Regions from separate parts of the Mus musculus genome. Here region 2 is linked to region 1. The links are chromatin contacts, called in public HiChIP or PLAC-seq maps. All regions are on one chromosome and are shown on one strand. Each heading gives the region's core, a stretch centred on a gene start, on an enhancer-like site or on the middle of the called end of the contact. The rest is flanking DNA. Distances are from core to core; before and after follow the strand shown.

The links. HiChIP or PLAC-seq counts read pairs in DNA pulled down with a chosen protein or histone mark.
Region 2: a contact with region 1 is called in an HNF4G HiChIP or PLAC-seq map of pancreatic cancer cells. The contact joins two enhancer-like sites. A contact is called at or near these places in 2 of 39 promoter capture datasets (the C10 cell line and liver), 2 of 15 datasets of contacts at CTCF or cohesin (the G1E-ER4 cell line and the NIH/3T3 cell line), 7 of 484 Hi-C or Micro-C datasets (ECoMG-derived neutrophils, the G1E-ER4 cell line, the N1E-115 cell line and 2 more), 8 of 115 datasets of contacts at active chromatin or transcription factors (the HPC-7 cell line, the NIH/3T3 cell line, acute myeloid leukemia and 3 more) and 3 of 9 other capture datasets (adipose tissue, liver and pancreatic islet).

What each region holds. Positions count from the first base shown.
Region 1 is chr5:135,649,220-135,654,093 of GRCm38.p6, reverse strand. No RefSeq gene overlaps it. Among named protein-coding and RNA genes, the nearest start is that of Rhbdd2, 19 kb to the right of the region's middle. Within about 2 kb of position 2,588, at least 18 of the 459 cell types and tissues checked have an H3K27ac peak or open chromatin away from gene starts, as enhancers often do. A contact at or near this core is called in pancreatic cancer cells, where this site is marked.
Region 2 is chr5:135,719,928-135,724,664 of GRCm38.p6, reverse strand. The region is part of intron 2 of Por (P450 (cytochrome) oxidoreductase); the gene reads right to left. Among named protein-coding and RNA genes, the nearest start is that of Mir7034, 14 kb to the left of the region's middle. Within about 2 kb of position 2,319, at least 72 of the 459 cell types and tissues checked have an H3K27ac peak or open chromatin away from gene starts, as enhancers often do. A contact at or near this core is called in pancreatic cancer cells, where this site is marked.

The DNA.
Region 1 (4,874 bases), core at 1,339-3,838:
GTGTGTGTGTGTGTGTGTGTGTGTGTTTTCTCCTACTGAGAGTCCTAGCCAGCCTGGACCACCTACAGAAACCTTGCACTAAAAATGTACTGATCCTGCCTTGATGGACCAAGTTCCTTCCATCCCTGAGCCTCATTGGGGCCATCTCTACAGACAAGTGCCTCTCTACCTTTCAGGTCCAGGACACTAGCCCAGGGATCCCTGCAGAGCCTCCCTCTATGAGTAAAATGAAACCAGATTTTCGGACCTTGTCTAAACTTGTATCCTCAAGGGCTGGTGAGATGGCTTAGTGGGTAAAGGAGCTTGCTGCCAAGCCTGGCAAGAAGGAGTTTGATTCCTAGGAACCACATGGAGGAAGGAGAGAATCAACTCTCAGGAGTTGCCCTTGGACCTCCACATTGCAACCTGTGGCATGCACCCCCATAAATAAAAGGAGTTGAAAAATATAAAACAAATAAACGAACAAAGGCCTCCCCTTTCCTCTTGCCAGGAGTGGACATCGAGTGTACGTTCTCAGGAGTGCTAGCCAGTCAGACTCCCACTGAGCTGCAGCCCAGCCTTAGATGCCCTTTTCTGGGGCTGGTGGGTGGGGAGGGGATGGGTAATGCCTGGGTCTGGAAAGGTTGAGCTGTTATTCAAGCCCAGAGCCCAGAGCTTCCCAGGGTGAGGTGCCACTTGAGCTCCAGGCCACATTCTCCCATGGGGACATTGCAACCTGACTCTCAAGTCCCTGGTTCTCAGGAAACCTGAGCCTATCCCAGGTGCAGACCTCTTGGGGAGGGCAGGGCCAAGAACCTGGGCTTTTATTATGACTCCAACTGCTGGGAAACAGGTTTGTCCCCAACAACCAGGACCCAATCTGATGGACCATACTGGGTAGATATCCAGGCAGGACCAGGGTTAAAGCCATGCTGGTTTCCCCTGTGAGAGGGAGGAGGGCTGACAACAGACTCTCCTCCCTTGGGACCCCACCAGAGGCTCCTGTGGCCTTTACAGAGCATGTGTGACCCTGACTAAACCTGTCCTGGGAGGCACCCTACTGCAGAGATGAATTACAGTGTGTGTGTGTGTGTGTGTGTGTGTGTGTGTGTGTGTACACGTACACTCACACCTGTCATCCCAGATACTTGGAAGGCTGAGTCAAGAGAATCACAAATTTCTCTAAAAAAAAAAAAAAAAAAAACAACCAAACAAAAAAAGATGGGGCTGGAGAAATGGCTCAGCAGTTAAGAGCACTGACTGCTCTTCCAGAGGACATGAGTTCAGTTCCCAGCAACCACATGGTGGCTCACACCCATTTCTAATTGGATCCAATGCCCTCTTCTGGTGCAGTGTACTCACATACATTAAATAAATAAATCTTAAAATTATTTATGTATATGAGTGTTCTATCTGCATGTACATCTGTGTGCCAGAAGATGGTCTTAACTGCCTGGCCATGTCTCTGGCCCCAAGAGTCACAAGTTTAAGTTCAGCTTACATAGTACAGTGAGATGAAGGACATCCTAGCACAATTCAGTGAGACCCTGTTGAAAATTAAAAGTGAGGCCAGGCTGAGGTGGGCACCGTACTCAGGAGGCAGAGGCAGGGGATCTTGAGGAGTTTAAGCCCCCTCCCCCACAGAGAGAGTGAGAGAGAGAGAGAGACAGAGAGAGAGAGAGAGAGAGAGAGAGAGAGAGAGAGAGAGAGAGAGAGAGAGAGAGAGAGAGAACAGAGAACAAGAAACAAACAAATCAGCAAACGTGTGAGGCCTGGGTTCTAACCCAAAGAGGACAGGAGTATTTGTCATGCATATTGTATGGTTGACTGTCCCACCCGTTCCCTCAGTGAACACACTTGGCATGGCACAGTTTATACCCACACTCTTTTCTTTGCATTCCTGGGATTTCTGGAAAGGTTGACTGGGGTCACGTACTAAGTCCTTGTTCCCTCTCCTCAAGTCTCCCCCGGAAAGGTCCAAAGCCTTCCCTTCTCCCTCCTTCCATCTCGGCTACCGGGTCAGGAGGGGAGGAGCACACATGGGCAGGTTTCATGCCCGCTGTGGGAGACTGTCTGCCTTCCCCTCCAGGGAGGACAGGGCATAGGCTTGGATGTCCCTGCCACCTGAGTCAAGAGATGCTGTCTTTCTTGGCAAGAATGTTGGGAAGCTGGGAGTGAGCTTGAGGGGTTGCGGGTATACAGCCCCTGAAGTCCAGCCTTCCAGGCCTCTCCTAGAAGACCACCTTGTACATGCACCTGGTCCTTTGGGGAGGGAGCTGATGGGTCACCCCTGGGGGTGGGGTGGGCACAAAGAAGAACAAACATGAGGCCCATGAGCCTTGCTAGCCACAGGAATGCCTCTGGTCATTCACCAGGCCAGAGGAGTGGCCTGTCACGTGGCAGGCTTACCTCAGAAGACCTGGCTCACTCCCTTTGCAGACATTTCTGTGTGTGAAGACCTAGGTCTACCTGCAGTGTGTGACCCAAAGGTTTAGACGGCCATGGTGGGGGGAGGCTGGGATCAGACTCCCTGGCTCCCATAGGGGGCTCACCAGGACAAGTGAAGAAATCTCTCAAGGCTCTCTGACACCTAAAGGATCCAGCCTAAAGCCTTGGGTTGGCCTTCAAGGGCTCCCACCCTGGGCTCTACCTGTCCACCACTCTGTGCTGGCCCTGTGTAGTCTTCCTGGAGCCATCTCAGGTCAAGCCTGGCTGAGGATATCCACTCTAGCACGCGTCCTCCATTCTGCCTTCTCCTCGTTCCATTTAGGAAAGGCCTAGAGGGAGCCCAAGCCAGGGCCCAGGGCGTACCACCCTTGGTAGTCTAGCTGGCAGCTCCCTCTGCTGTGCTCCACATGGTTTGGGAAGAGATTTCTTCCAGCGTTAGGCCTCCTGGTGCTTTTGCCAGGCTGTTCTGGAACTAGACCCCTTGGTCAGCTGGGGTTTCACAGGCTGCAATGGTGTGTGTGTGTGTGTGTATCTACCAGATGAGAGAACCAAAGAGAGCATGAATGAGAGCAAAGGTGAGTGAAACATTGGGTGTCTGAGTATCTCAAAGGTGGGGGGATGAACTGATGAGATGCTGGAGGGGTGAATGAGTGTGTCAAGTGTATGGGAAAGAATGAATGAGAGGGTGGGGGAGGGGGAAGGTTGAGTGTGAAAGACCAAGTGCCATCTGTACCAGTCTCCCGCTTCCAAGAACTGTGGTCCTTGACTTAATGTCCCTCATGGGCAGTGTGGAGAGCCCCTGGGGCTGAAGAAACCTAGCCCTAAGCAAGTGCATGATTTCCCAAGTTCAGGCTGTCCCAATAAGTTGCCAGGACAACAAGCACTTATTGTGCACCTGCTGGGTACCTTCCTGCCAGTCTCCTGGCCACTTCATGAATTTGACCCTACCCTGCCTGACCCCACCTGGCTTGTAACCCTGGTCATTCTGTCCCCTGCAGGCCTCTTCTCCATGTCCTGCCTCTTTCATGGCTGGTCCTTGGATTCCTCCAGATCTCAGCAGATAGGGTCACCTCTTTAGGGAGGCCTTCTTTGACTAGACTGACTTACACTTACTGCCCTGTATCCCTTATAGTCTTTTCAATAATCTGCACTGAGTTTCTCTTGTATTTTTATTTTATGTATGTACATGTTCTTATTTAGATGAGAGGTATTTACCAATACATCTGGCATTTTTGTGTGTTTGTTTGTTTTATTAGACAGGGTTTCCCTGTGTAGCCCTGGCTGTCCTGGAACTCACTCTGTAGACCAGGCTGGCCTTGAACTCAGAGATCTACCTGCCTCTGCCTCCCAAGTATTAGGATTAAAGGCATGCGCCTCCTCAGCCTGCTTGGCTTATTTTCTTAAAACTTTTCATTTTTAAATTACATAGGATGGGACCCAGGGCTTCATGCATGCTAGGCCACACTCTACACTGAGCCACATCTCCAGCCTTCCCTATGCATTTTGTAAGGTCAAAATTGGTCACATGTGTGCCAGGGTTTGTTGCTTTAATCCCAGCACTTGGGAGGCAGAGGCAGGCGGATTTCTGAGTTCGAGGCCAGCCTGGTCTACAGAGTGAGTTCCAGGACAGCCAGGGCTACACAGAGAAACCCTGTCTCAAAGACTCAACCCCTCACCCCCCAAAAGGTAGAAGCAGGAGGATCAGAAGTTCAAAGTCGTTCTCAGTGAGTTCAAGACCAGCCTGGGATAAAAGAGACCTTGTCCCCCCTCAAAAAAGAAGAGGAAAGAAGAAGAAGAGGAAAGAAGAAGAAGAAAAGAAGAAGAAGAAGAAGGAGGAGGAGGAGGAGGAGGAGGAGGAGGAGGAGGAGGAGGAGGAGGAGGAGGAAGGGGAGGAGGAGGAGGAGAAGAAGAAGAAGAAGAAGAAGAAGAAGAAGAAGAAGAAGAAGAAGAAGAAGAAGAAGAAGAAGAAGAAGAAGAAGAAGAAGAAGAATTATTAGTAAAAAGAAAAAAAAAGATTTAAAAATGACAGGACCGGACATGGTAGTAAATACCCTTAATTCTAGTAGTTTAGAGGCAGAAGCAGACAGATATCTATGAGTTTGAGTTCACCCTGGTCTACATAGGGAGCGCTAGGCTTACCAGAGCTAACCAGTGAGAACCTGTCTCAATAAACAAGCAAAAGAACAAACAAAGCTGTCTATTCCTCTCCCAGAGCCACTTCTACTCTGTGGAGTGCTCTTAAGATTTCCCTTAATAAGTCTATGTTTGCTATGTTTAATAAAAAGGGCTTTGGGAGCCAGACAGTGGTGGGGCATGTCTTTAATCCCAGCACTCAGGAGGCAAAGGCAGGGAGGTCTCTGAGTTGGCCTAGAGGCCAGCCTGGTCTACAGAGCAAGTTCCAGGACAGCTAGGGCTACACAGAGAAACCGGGTCTTGGAAAACTGGGG
Region 2 (4,737 bases), core at 1,070-3,569, 71 kb before region 1:
GAGAGACTTGATGGGGGATGGGAGGACTCTACCCTCTCAGAGGAGAAGTGGGGAGGGATTGTGGGAGAGGTGGCCAGGAAGGGGAGGGGGCAGCAATTAAATTTGAAAAAGATTTGGGCCAGGTGGTGGTGCCCATCTCCGATCCCAGCACTTTGGAGGCTAAGACGTGAGGACAGAGTTCAGTCTAGACTACAGAGCAACTTTGTCTCAAAAAACAAAACCAAAACAAACAAACAAACAACCCAAACAAACAAAAACAACAACAAAGAAAGCTGGGGATATAGTCAGTGGGCCGAGTAGTTTTCTACCACACGAAGCCCTGGGTTCCACCCCCAGCACCACATAACTTGCCATTGCGATGACTGGGACATTTATACTAGGAAGAATCAGAGTTCAATGTCATCCTCTACACAGGTACATAGCAGAGGCTAGCCTGAGCTAGTGAGACGACAAAAGGAAAGGGGAACAAAAAAAACCAGGGCCACCGTGCTGGCTAATTTTACTGATCTGACACAAGCTAATGTCATTCATCTGGGAGGCAGGAACCCCAATTAAGAAAATGCCTCCATAAGATCTGGCTGTAGGTAAACCTGTAGCGTGTTTTCTTAATTAGTGACTGACAGGGGAGGCCCCAGTCACTGTGGGTGGGGCCATTCCTGGGCTGGTGATCCTGGGTTCTATAAGAGCTAAGGCTGAGCAAACCGGTAAGCAGCACTCGCCATCCACCCAGAAGGCTGGCCTGGTGACCTTTTGGGCTATCAGTGTGACAGAGACCACACCAGATCCTCCCTAGAGTGTGAGCTCATCAAGCCACAGAACCTATTTTATCACATGTAGTCAAACCTACAGGCTCCATCTTTATGGAAGATGTCACATGTAAGTTACAAAGAGTTTTGAAGTAGTTACGTCTTAAGCTTTATTGTATAGTGAGATTGAGTTAATTATCACCAGGAGGGTTGTCACTGTATCATGCTGTGCTTAGATGTGCCTACAATAAACTATTTGGGGTCCAATTCCCTAAGGTCAAACCAATCCTGGCTACTTAGTTGTGAACTACTTTTCTTGCCTCTTGTAGATCATTACTCTGCTGGCTGTGGTGCTCCTTGACCCTTGTACTCCCCTGTGGCCTCGGCACCTGTAGCTCCTACCTACAGATTCCTCCTCTGTTTGAATTCCTGCCTTGGCTTCTTGGATCTGTGAGCTACATAAGCCCTTTCCCTCCAAGCTCCTGTTGGCCACGGTGCTTCATCACAGCAGTAGAAACCCTAGCCAAGACAGCAAAGAAGTCGACATAGTGGGCTAAAGTGCTTCTATTGCAGTTATCCTGAGCAGGCCACATCTGGAGTGAGCAGGCCACATCTGGAGTGTCAACAGGAAGGCCAGAACCCACTTATTCAGAGAGCAGAAAAATGCAGGTGACCTCAACTGGTGACAGTAGAGGTCCCAGACCAGAGCTTGCAGAGGGGCCTCTTCTAGACACTTCTGGGTCAGACACTGTGTCCCCTGCCCACTCTTCACATCGACAGCTGTCTCTTACATGCCCCTCCCTCCCTCCCTCCCTCCCTCCCCCCACCCCCTCTCTTTCTCTATGTTTTTTTTCAAGACCAAGTTTCTCTTCCTAATAGCTCTAGCTATCCTGAACTCTCTCTGTAGACCAGGCTGGCCTTGAACTTCCATATATCTGCCTGCCTCTGCCTCTGCCTCTCTGCCTCTGTCTCCCTAATGTTAGGATTAAATGCAGGGGCCACCACACCTAGAGCTTTCTCTTTCTCTTTCTCTCTCTCTATCTCTCTCTCTCTCTGAAAAACAGTTTTTAGATTTATTTATTTATTTAGGTATTTATATATATGAGTGTCTTGTTTGCATATGTCTGTGTACCATGTGTGTAACCAGGTACCCTCTGTGAGCCACCATGTGAGTGCTGGGAATGGAACCCAGGCCCTCTGTAAGAGCAGCCAGTGCTCTTAACTGTTGAGCACTCCTTCCAGCCATGCCTTTTTCTTTAAGAAACACATCTGTGTTTCTAGCTTAGTGACCACAGGTGCAAGGCCATCTATATAAAAAGGGTGTCCCTGACTGGAAGAACCAAGACCCCCAGATGCTCCTCCATCTGCTGACGCGCCAAGATAAAGACAGACGGACGTAAGAGCCGCCTGCAGCCTTGACTCCAGGCAGTGCTGCGATTTTAAAGGAGAGCGGATCCCAAAATAAAGGTCACTTGAGGAAATGAGAGTCTTTGCGGCTTTTCTAAACAAGCCCCAGAGGGGCACAATCGGCCAAATCCAGATCATAGGAAACTATGAAACAACGGGCTGGAGTTTCTTTCACACGTGTTTCATGGGTGAGTCAGAAGTGGACAGAAGCCAAGAACTGACATGGAGCCAAGGCTGGGTTTGGGCAAAGATGCCGTTCTCAGATGGGTGGCATGTAAGAGGCAGCTGCAAGGCTGGTGCTGGGGCGCTTCGGGGTGATGGGACATTGCTGACTATGAGACTGACTACCTAATTTTGTGGATGTCAAGACTCATGGGGCTGTCGGGACAACTCAGTGGGTAAAGGCTCTTGCTGCCAAGCCTGGTAACCTGAGTTCAATCCCTGGGATCCATGTGTATAGTTAAAATTAGAACTGGGGGTGCACAACCCAGGGTTCATCCTTAGCACTGAACGAAAAAACGAGAAGAGGGATTTTATTAAATGCAAATTATATCTGAATTTACCCAGTTCTCCTCCACAAAGAGGCATATGTGTATTGATCAATTGCAATAAATGGGTTTCAGATACTGAATTTTTTAAATCTAACTTTTTTTCTGCTTTTATTTATTTATTTATTTATTTATTTATTTTGTATTTTCGAGTCAGGGTTTCTCTGTATAGCCCTGGCTGTCCTGGAACTCACTTTGTAGACCAGGCTGGCCTCGAACTCAAAATCCGCCTGCCTCTGCCTCCTGGGATTAAAGGAGTGCGCCACCACGCCCAGCTCTGATCGACTGATCGGAGCTTCGTCTTTAGATTTTTTTTTTTTAAGTTAGATTTTAGCCGGGTATGATGGTGCACGCCTTTAATCCCAGCACTTGGAAGGCAGAGGTAGGTGGATTTTGAGTTCGAGGCCAGCCTGGTCTACAAAGTGAGCTCCAGCACAGCCAGGGCTATACAGAGAAATCCTGTCTCAAAAAAAAAAAAAAAAGAAAGAAAGAAAAGAAAAGAACAAATGCCACCTGGGAAGGGCAGTTGTGAGGGTAGAAGTAATTGTGTGATATGTAAAAGTGGAGCGAGTGAGTAAGCAAGCAGAGTGACCTCTCCCAAAGCTAGTGAGACAACTCTGTGGGCGACGACGGCGCTTGCCCCTGAACCCCATGAGTAAATCAAGTTCAATCTCTGAACCCCATGGGTGACACAAGTTCAATCCCTGGAACCCATGGGTGACTCAAGTTCCATCCCTGGAACCCACGCAGTGAAAGGAAAGAGCTGATTCCTGGGAGCTGTCCTCTGAGCTCTTGGCGATCAGGGTCAGAGAGCTGCATGGCCAGGCCTGGCTTTCTGTCACAGGTGCTGGGGACTCTATCTGGGGTTCCATGGCCGCACATCAGACACTTGAGCCCGCCACCCTCAAACTCTTACTCTGGCTCAGTTGGCCATGCTTGGCTTGTTTTCTTTTCATTGGAATTTATACCCCTACCCCCCCCCACACACACACACACACAAAGATTATCTTTTCTCCAGCCATAAGCTATCCCTACTGTTTCTGATGGTGTCAGAGTCTCTGAAATCTGGGTTTTCCGCAATCCACAGCAATAACAAGCTATAGCCAATGTTCCGGCGAATCTCCAGACTCTCAGACCCTCCTCACCTGCTCCAGCCTGCACGCATCCTATCCTAGCTCCCCCAGGTATCCAAAGACAACCCCAGAAGCCCTCTCCTGGGACAGTGTCTCCTCTCAGGGGACATCCTGGAATGGCTCCTCCAGCCTCCTCCCTGCCCTTGCCCTCCCTCTGCCTTCCCAATTGCCTGGCTGTCGCCATTGTGAAATCAGAGTTGGTCATTTTGCTGCTCCCATAGCCCTCTGGTGTCAGGTCCCAACTTGTCCCTTCTAACTGCACGTCCCACACTCCCCTGCCACTCCCCAAATAAGCCTGTCACCCCAGCACCTCCTCCACCTGTGACTATGGACAGCATCATTCATTGCTGCCCAAATCCTGTTCTGCATCTGAAGCTACCAGTCATGTTGCAAACCTTTCTAGAACCTTCCTCATCCCCAGTCTGAATGGATCCCCACCCTAGGTTCCCTAACTCTGTACCTCTGACCACAGTACAGTGCATCCCAGAGGATCTGTGGACAGGGCTGGGCTTGCTCTGTTCCGAGGCTTTGGCACAGCTGTTTGTAAGTGTGTGCCAAGATTTTCAAAGCACCCCTGATCTCCACGTTCTCCCTGTATCAGAGAGACCTGGGATATGCTACCCACTCCATTCACTTGTAGGGCACCGCTCTCAGCAGGAATTCTGCTCAAGAGAGAAGTTCAAGGCAAAGTCCAGGGCACTATGTCCTCTCTGAGGCCCAGGAGGGTTTCCTGACACAATGATGCTGGCCTGGCCCAGGAGATAGGTACTTCAGGCTCTGGGTGCGGCCTGCAGAAGGTCCCCTTTACTGGCCACACATGGCCAGGGGCAGCAGGGATAGTGTCCAGGCTCAGATGTTCAGAACGCCACATCTCCATGGCAAGAGCCGCACAGGCTTGCACTC